2 separate regions of the Rattus norvegicus genome follow, and region 1 is linked to region 2. A link is a contact called in public Hi-C data. All regions are on one chromosome and are shown on one strand. The core of a region is the stretch at or near the end of the contact, and the rest is flanking DNA. Distances in the headings are between cores, read along the strand shown.

Region 1 (4,375 bases), core at 825-3,324, 300 kb before region 2:
ACCAGTTGATCCCAGTGAGACAGGAGAGTACAACGGAAAGAACGCTGCTGTCACCAAGGTCGATGTGTAGCAGGGCACACATGAGACAGCCTGTGCTACGTGAATAGCCTCATAGACTAGGAGATAAAGCCCTAGAGCTTTCTACGGTGTTTGCCACTGAGTTCCCAACTCCTCTCCCAGCTCTGACTTGCTTCCTTTCCTGGACGTGGAGCTTTTCTTAGTAAACTGTTTCCACATCTGCTGCTGTCCCTGTGCCCTGTCCAGTTTCTTGTTCTAGAACACAGGAAGCTGGAAATCCCAGGAGAAAGCTCACCAGACTCCCTCCCACGTCTACAGACAGCATCACGGTATTCTTCAACATTAAATATACATTAGCATAGTGTTTTATTTATTAAAAACGGTTATGTTCTTCAAGATAGAATGATAACTAATAATTCAAAGATCTGAAGACCAACTGATTCTGTTTGGGAGAATTTAACAGTTATTGGGAAGTTGAGTTTATGTCATCGTTTCGATTCCTGGTTTTTGGAAGTGAATAAGCTTAGAAGGGAAACGAGCCTGTTCCAGTTACAAGCACATTTCTGACAGGACAGTGTGGTGACACCACCCGAGCCAGGAGAACCGCTCTCTAGGGAGGAAATGCCTTGAGTACAGAGCCAAACCCACCCGGAAGTCCTTAGTTTTGGGAAATGAACTGTAGTTCTCTCTATTGTAAACAGGAAGAGAAAAGAAGAAGAGAGGCTAGGCTCTTGATTTGCAAATTCTCATGGGTGACCCTGTTCTGTGAAACATGGAGTTGCTCAGAAATGCCAACACCCGAGAGGCATGGAACGAGATGTGGTCCCTACTACAGGAGAGACCACGGTGCCTGCTTTTCAAGCTAATGCTGTTTTTGTCTCCAGGTCTACAGCTTGAAGGGGTACTGGGCAAAGCTGAACTCCAACCTCGAGTATATTAAGTACACCAAGCCTCACCTGCACTACCACAACAGCGTCGTGAGGAGAGAGTGGCATAACCTGATCTCTGAAGAGGTGAGTCACACACACGGCTAGCAGCAGAGGCTGAGCCGCAAGGCTGGCCCATGCTGGCCATGCTGTCCTCTGTCACCACGCATATCACCCCAGTGAAACCCAGTGGGCAGGGAGGACTGCTCTATACTGCCTGTTCTTTGAGGAGAAGCTGGAGTAATGGAAAGAAGGGACACGTGACTCACTCATAGTAGAAAAGTAATGAGTACGATCACGTCTCAGACATTGTTAGGTTACTTGAATAGCTAAAAGTTTATTAAGAAAAATGTTAGGTGTTCCCCCAGTTAGTGTTTGCCAGAGGTTGGGAGGAGAAAGAGTTGATGAGGCAGACTGTAAAGGGATTGGTCATAGGGGGTGCTCTTTGGGAAAATGAGATAGTTCTGTGTTTTGATCATGGCGGTACACTGTAGTAAAGCTACACACATGGTGAAATGGCCTAGAACTACACACACAGTGTACCATATCCATTTCCTGACTGTGGTATTGTAGTGTGGCTATATCAGACAGAAACATTGACAGAGCTTAGGTGGAATGCCTAGGACCCCTGCACTGCTGCCGTATTGAGTCCTCTGAGAATAAGCAGCTGCTCTTCTTACGTGGGAAATAATATTAGTTTCCAACCCTTAACTATATTGCTATTTGTTCTTGCTACTAACGAAAAAGCTATCCACGAAAATTCAGTCTTCCTCAATCCTCACATGTTCTCACCCCTAGAGAACGGGAAAAAGGAGGTCCACAATGTACGTGAGGAACATTCTTGACAACGCTGTGAAGTGAGTACGATCAGAGGCTGCCTATCGTGGGCCCGGTTGGCTGCCCGCAGGGTATTCTCTCAGTCAACTGCTGCCCTTGGCTTCCTGTAGACCACTGGGCGCTGGGGTGTCTCTCGGGAAATGCCTCTCTAGACACTCAGCCTAAAACTGGCGACTTGTCATGGATAAACGGTCAAGGGGGCTTTTATCAGCGAGTACCTCTGAGAACGGAAGACGCAGCAGGTCGCTTTGTTTGAACGGTTGGTGGGCTGTGTTGGCGGGACCTGCTCTTATTTTGAAAGCGTTTTCTCTGGGTGGATGAGTCATCGCCGAGGGCTGAAAGTGCAGGCCTCATTCCAACCCCTGTTCTGTTTTTAGCCTTCGTTATTTCCAATAACTGAGAGCTTATTTTCTAAATAACCTGCTGTTGTTGGCTCTGAAGGCCTTTGGGATTTGGGGTTGTGTGCCTCTCGGTATACTGATTAAAGTTTTCGGGTAGCCAGAGGACAGTTTCTGCAGTGGTTTTGTGGGGCTTTAAAGGGGAGACATCTCTGCACGGTGCTGTGGATCGAAGGTTTTAACATGATGCTTCTGTTGTAGAGATAAACACTAAAATAAACACTAACTGGGGGAAACACCTAACATTTTTCTTAATAAACTTTTGCAGGGTGATTTCTAACATGGAAATGAAAACATTCGGTAAGAAAGACCTGTGTTAAAGTCCGTGCTTTGCTTGTAACATTTTTCTTCCTAACCAATGGGTTGGCAAGAAAATCACTCCCAGCCACATAATAGGGTGCCATGGATAGCAAACGCTCTTAATATCACCCTGTCACAGTTGCTACATACCATTTCAATATCTGTCTTAGTATCAGGACCTCCAGGGTGAGCCTCTGAGTGTGTTTGCTGATGGAGTCTTCTGGTTTTCCCACTTCTCCTCTCAGCGCTGATCTCTTAGCCTGGCCCCTGGCTGTATCCACCGGGTGCACTTGGTGTTCTCTTGCAGGAGCTGCTGCTTCTCCAGCTGTCTCATTGCATAGAGACTTTGACTTACATGTCCCATCCATTTGGTTCACATCAGGTCTTAACCCTGGGCTTGGTCCCAGGGGAGCAAAGATGGGTCATTGGATAAGCAGTGTGGTTCTGTGGGTGGACACCATCTTGGAGTCTAGAGCCAGCTGCCACATGCCAACCATAAGCGCCTGAACCTTGTCCTTGGGGCTAGCTAGCATGAGGGGAAAGGACAGAGTCCATTAGAGAATACCTAGTCAGTGTCTAGTGTAGGGAACAAGGGGTGTAGGCTGGACCCCTTCCCTTGATGGAGGAGAGAGGGAGTCTTGGGAGGTTTAAGTCTCCACAGGCAAGGAGGTTTACTCTGTGATAATGGAGGGAGAACAGTGAATATACCCAGGCCCAGGCCTTGGCGATATTGATCATGCTTCATGAAGGCTGGCCTCAGGAAACTGTTTTTATCTACTCCTGTCTTATGGGCTTGGATGTTTTTCATACGTGTGGGGACCGTAACGAACATTTAACTTGGAAATGGTGTAGCAGCAAGCCTAACAGCTGTATACACAGCCCAGTGAACCGTGAAGGTGGCTTTTCTCTACAGGGAACTGACCTCAGCCTGAAGAGACCATCCTTGCCTATAACCAGGGACTATACCCTACCAGACAGGGCATAATGTGTGAGATCCAAGGTCATCTTCCTGCTGTGGCTGAAAGCTGTGTAGTATGGGCGGCTTTCTTGCTGTCCAGGGGAGGTTTCGAGGCTCTCCGTAGTGCCAGGCCTGCCAGCATCTTGCCGGGCAGTGACTCAGTGCTCTTTAAAACTTTTCCTTTCTGTCTTGTGCTTTTCTTCCTGAGAGGAAAGCTGTCATTGCCTAAAACATTGCAAATTAAGGTCTTTAAATGCGTATTCTGAGTTATTTCATCATTATCCAGAGGGCTAATTGAGGAGGGTGGAGAAAGTGTTTATCCTGAGGGGCCATAGAGCACCCATGCCTTTTTGGGAGAAAACATCAGCCTGTGGGTTCTGTCCTCATACCTGCTCTGTGGTCTTAGAGATTCTGAGAGAAGAACCCAATAGGACAGTTGTTAGGGGAGACCTGGGGAAGCCCTGCCTGCCAGCCTGCCTGTCTGTCTTGTTAGGCAGGGTCAGTCAGAGTGGGGAAAGTGACATTTGGCTTAACTCTCACAGTTTGTCCTTTCAGTCTGATGACTTGTGCCCATCAGCCCTGTCTGCTCAGCACTGTCTGTCCCAGTGGCTGACTGTCCGTCTGCTCAGGGGCTGTCACAGCCACTACACTATGGGCTCCGGAGGTAGAAGGGAGTCACATGGCTCTACTACGGAGGCCTGGCATCCCTACAGCTAGGCCTCTTAGGGTTAAGGGGCTCAAGTCAAGAACTGGCTGGTGTGGTTCTAGCCCACTTCCTGACCACTACCCTCCCCATGACTGCTCCTCTGTTCAATTTCAGAGCCAAGGTTAATACCCCTCTTACAAGAGGAAGACAGGCACCAGAGGCTGCTCATGGGCCTGGTAAGTAGTCCGTGTGCTTCTGAAGTGCTGTCCGGCAGTGGTCTCCAGAGACGGTA
Region 2 (4,755 bases), core at 1,588-4,087:
ACATGTTCATGTGTGTGTGTGTGTGTGTGTGTGCATGTGCACATATATGTGAATGTGGAAGCAGAGGTCAATGCTGAGTATCATTCTTCAACAGCTGTCTGCTTTGGTTTTTGAGACTTACTGGTTGGTTACTATGGCTAGGCTAGGCTAGCTAGGCTGGTTGTCCAGCAACCCCAGGGGTCCTCTCTCCCTGACTCCCAGTAGTAAGGGATTACATGTGTAAGTGTCTAGCACCCATGAGTTTCTTTTCTTCTCTTTTCTTTTCTTTTTTTTTCTTTTCTTTTCTTTCTTTAAATCTTGGTTCTGGGGGTTGAACTCAGGCCAGCACACTCGCAAGGCTTTCTGACTGATCTTTCTCTCCAACCCAAGAGTTTATTCTTACACATTCAAACCAAACTTAAACAGCAACGGAGGCCACACAGGCAGTAAATTAGATGAGAGCACTATCTGTATAAACGCACACACATAAGGACACTATCAAACAAAGGCCAGGGTTGCAATGAGGATGTGGGCGTGTGCTCCATGTCCAAGGGAGAGTGCTGACTCAGCTCCAGTTCACGGCTACCATAAGGAGTGCCCCCAACAACGTGAGTGGCTCCAGCATTTGAGTGCACTTACTTATTTTTAAATCTAGGTTGTTTATGTGTGTGGGGGGAACCCACAATTTTAAACACTGGCTCAATTTTCACTGACAGATCAAGTATGTTTGGCAGTAGAACACAGATTCCTACTTACACTCTACTGTATCTGAAAATAACTGCCTATAGGATGTGGGTGCATGTGCGTGTGTGTGTGCATGTGTGTGTGCATGTGTGTGTGCATGAATGTGTATATGTGTGCATGACTGTGTGTGTGTGCATGACTGTGTGTGTGTGTGGGCATGAATGTGTGTGTGTGTGCATGACTAAGTGAGTGTGTGTGGGCATGAATGTGTGTGTGTACATGACTCTGTGCGTGTGTGTGTGTGTGCACGTATGGGTGTATTTGGAAATGTGTGTGTGTGCATGAATGTGTGTGTGCATGAATGTGTGTGTGCATGAATATGTGAGTGTGTGTGGGCATGAATGTGTGTGTGTGCATGACTAAGTGAGTGTGTGTGGGCATGAATGTGTGTGTGTACATGACTCTGTGCGTGTGTGTGTGTGCACGTATGGGTGTATTTGGAAATGTGTGTGTGTGCATGAATGTGTGTGTGCATGAATATGTGAGTGTGTGTGGGCATGAATGTGTGTGTGCATGACTGTGTGTGTGTACATGATTCTGTGTGTGTGTATGCATGACTATGTGTGTGCATGAATGTGTGTATGCATGTATAAGTATATACAAGAATGAGTGTTTGCGTGTGTGCATGATTATGTTTGTTCTTGTGTGAAAGTGAGTGTGTGTGCGTGAATGAGTTTGTGTGTGTGTGTGTATACACAAGTTTATGTAAGTTACGCACCCACATAGCAACTAAAAACAAGATCGTGAGGCCCACTGTGGGCTTTCTTAAAAGCTGAGGCTTTTTAAGGGTCAGGGTGAGCTACAAGAAAAGTACTAGAACACTTACCATTAAGGAGTTCAGCTGAAGGAATTTTTTGAGCACACAAAGTTATCTCTGTATTTAGAAATACTTTTCTCTGTGAGAGGAGGGTCTGTGTTCCACCCTCCCTCAGAAACTGGGAGGTGAGACTCTATTTGGGGAGGAAGACACTCCTAAGGCTATAAAACCATAGCAAAGCCTTTAAAAACAGCCGCTCTCAAAGGAAGAGAGAGGGAGAATGTACAACTCCTGCAGTCCCAGGGTTTCTTAATAGGCACTAATAGAAGAGACAGTAGATGGCCAAAGTCAAGAAGCCATCAGAAATTCAGCCATGCTGAGGAAAACAAGGGTGCTTCTGCCTTAAGTCCTGGTCGGTGCTAATGCATAGCCGCAGGCTGGACACACTCAACCATAGCCATCTCTTCTCACGTCTCATACCCAGAACACTAGGAAACCATGTTCCCCTGCAGTGCATCTAGGGAAAAATTCTATGCCTCATGGTCTCCACCTTCAGGTGCTTTATCACGTGACTTACACCGCAGGCTTCTACGCAAGACTGGCCAGTTCATTCCACCATCTGGAACCTTGGTAAATGGGCACAGAACCCTCACAAGGAATCCATTGTATGAAGAGTGACGCCTCATCTAACACAAAAACAACTCGATCACTGGCGACTGCAGCTAGCCAGCTGTGGTTAGACATTCATTTCAGCCAGTTCTCACCTGTGTTGTAGTATAAAGAACATAGTACCCAAGGACATCAATATCTAGACATACAGAGAGACGTGGGAGGAAATCGGTTACAGAAAGAGTAGCTTAAATCTACGGAAACTATGGATAGCAAAAGGGACTGTGGAAGAGGTAGTGAGTGCATCTGAAAGCCATACCCTTTACATGGCTGCCTGCCCAACGTCCCCAATCCTTGTCCCTTCATCTTCAAACATTTTCCCGGATCTCACATCTTTGTGGTATTTAGTGCATGTGTGTAATGCAGTTTTAAACATTTACAGTCCTTGTTGTGGGACTTCTCTTTCTCACATTTATTGCTTGTAGCGTTTTACCCAGAGGAAAGCCCACGGGGGACCTAACCGCCTTGTCGGGGAATCCTGTGTACCCCACCCCATTTGTTTGTATCTTAGTGGCTCTATAAAGTTTTGGAGATTTGGACTCTGCCCTCAAACTGTTCTCAGAAGTGGTCCGTTTCATCATCCAATGAACTCTGCCTGCTTGTGGATGTCAGGCGCCTGTGGACGGAAGCCAGGCGCCTATAGTAGCAAATCCTGGAGAAAGCTGAAGCGCCGGCGGCCATGTAATTTAAAACCTCAGCGCAGAGCTCTGTGCTCCGTGCACAGCCTTAGTGCAGCATGCGGGCTGGAGGCAGCTGGCTCTCGGGAGGACGCCCTCGCCCGCTGCAGGACAGAGAACACTGAGCGCGGGAGGCAAACCTGGGTGCAGCCGGAAAGGTCCAGATAGATGAGCTTGTGGCATCCATTCCCCAGGTTCAGGTATTGTAAGCCTTTGTCGGTGAACTTTCGGCAGTAAGCCAGACTCAGGTTCTGGAGGTTGTGGAAGTACCTGGAGCGACGGGGCGGAGACGGGAGGAAGGAAAGGCAAATGCTTTAGCTTTTTCTCAAGCCGCTCACGACAAAGAGAACGAAAGCTGTGTTCATCCTGCGCTCTCTTTGCGGATGTGAAGCTGTTTAACATCTCTCCCTGTTACACGGAGCGGGGGTCAGAGATAGAGAAGACAGTGTACGGCTGCAGTTCAGAGGAAAAGGAAGGCTATCTGACTAGGTTTTTAAGAAACTTGATGGGAAAAAGACTTTTTCTTGGCTGGGGGTAGGAGGAGCCTTGCATGCATATTTGAAAGTTTGTTGCTTGAAACCCAAGTCGGAGTTTGCTCTCTAGTTTTTGGCTCCTACCTTTGCCAAACTACTATGTGAGCTCTTGAGAAAGAGAAACATTTAGTAAGCATTTTATGGAAAGTAACGGTCCCATCGTGGTGAGGAGTGGGAAGAAGGCAAACCTTACGTGGCAGGCTCTTAAAATGGATCTGATAAGAAAATGATTTTTAAAAAAATCAGGGATTTCAATGCGCACGGCTTTATGAGTAATGGTTTCCTTGCGATAATTAAAAGTAACAGTTCGGCTTAAACATGGGTTAAGAATGGCGAGTGGCTAAGTGGGCAACACTTGAAACCAAATAAAAATTACACAGGAGGCTGCCGGCCTCGCTGGGGTTGAAGCGGGAAAGATGCCGTTACCACAGTGACCAAAATGAGAGCTTCCAGAAGAAAGGTAGGGAGGGGTGAGGATGATGAGTCTGTTCTACCCCGTAAGGGTTAGCATTGTCAGGACTCTCTGTGGACAAGCTTCTAAGACCTCCTCAGCATGGCGTTCTTTGCAAATGTAAGGATTCTTGCTGCCTGCGAGTGCAATAACCACCAATGTGCTCTTAATTTGGAGTCTGCAGCAGCGTGGCGGCCAATGAATACTCTAGAAGTAGGGAGAAAATGTCTGTCTCCCTCTCACGAAGCCTGCAAAGCAAGTCTATCTTCGCACAAATGGGAAATAAGCTATGCAGACATTGTCCATGGGTTACATTTATCCCTAAGCTCGAAAATCAGGTCTATACGATTTAGTGGCTCTATTCCGGGGTGAACTGCTGATTGAGAACATACGTTCCCCTCTGGGAATGGCTGTGTGCATGAGATTCCACCCAAGAGCCAAGGAAGCTTTTGGACCACAGAGGCAGTGGGCTGGACCTGGAAAGAGAGAAGTCTCTAAGGTCCAAGGGCACACCCCTCTCTTCAGCCCCCCAGTGGACGGAGAAACGCTTTCAATCCTCTCTCTTTAGCCGCACGTGGGGTGTCAGTTCTAATAACATCGCTTTAACGTAGAGACAGGGGATGTGAGGAGGCAGACAGAGACAGTACACACCATGAAAAATACACAGGAATTTGGACTCTGACCAACCCGACTTAGAATCATACCCTTGACACTTACTACAACCTCCCTATCCCAGCACAGACTGCTTTCCGGACTGCTAAGCAAAGACAAGAGTCTTTTGTTTAGGAGCCCCCCTGAGGGCCCCCTTAGCAAACTCTAGAGCTTATGACTTTTCTGGCCTTCAGTTTTCTTATCTGTCATGGGTTTGGTCCCATCTGCTCTTGCCTTTGAGAAATGTGAAAGATTAAATGAGTACTCAGACCTAACAGTCTTATCAGGAGGGTG

The links. A called contact is a pair of places that touch in the nucleus more often than the background predicts.
Region 1: a Hi-C map of Schwann cells shows a contact between it and region 2, with 6 times the contacts expected there. The contact joins the enhancer-like site here to the promoter of Lrrc17 in region 2. A contact is called at or near these places in 2 of 12 Hi-C or Micro-C datasets (the Rat2 cell line and Schwann cells).

The regions. Positions count from the first base shown.
Region 1 is chr4:14,719,885-14,724,259 of GRCr8, reverse strand. It overlaps Gsap (gamma-secretase activating protein), which reads left to right. Exons shown (of 31, transcript NM_001395028.2): 20 at 903-1,031; 21 at 1,743-1,801; 22 at 2,448-2,479; 23 at 4,258-4,319. Among named protein-coding and RNA genes, the nearest start is that of Gsap, 78 kb to the left of the region's middle. Within about 2 kb of position 2,074, at least 16 of the 93 cell types and tissues checked have an H3K27ac peak or open chromatin away from gene starts, as enhancers often do. A contact at or near this core is called in Schwann cells, where this site is marked.
Region 2 is chr4:14,422,130-14,426,884 of GRCr8, reverse strand. It overlaps Lrrc17 (leucine rich repeat containing 17), which reads left to right and starts at 2,837. Exons shown (of 4, transcript NM_001025155.2): 1 at 2,837-3,026. Fbxl13 (F-box and leucine-rich repeat protein 13) reads right to left here. Exons shown (of 18, transcript NM_001103355.1): 12 at 2,967-3,096.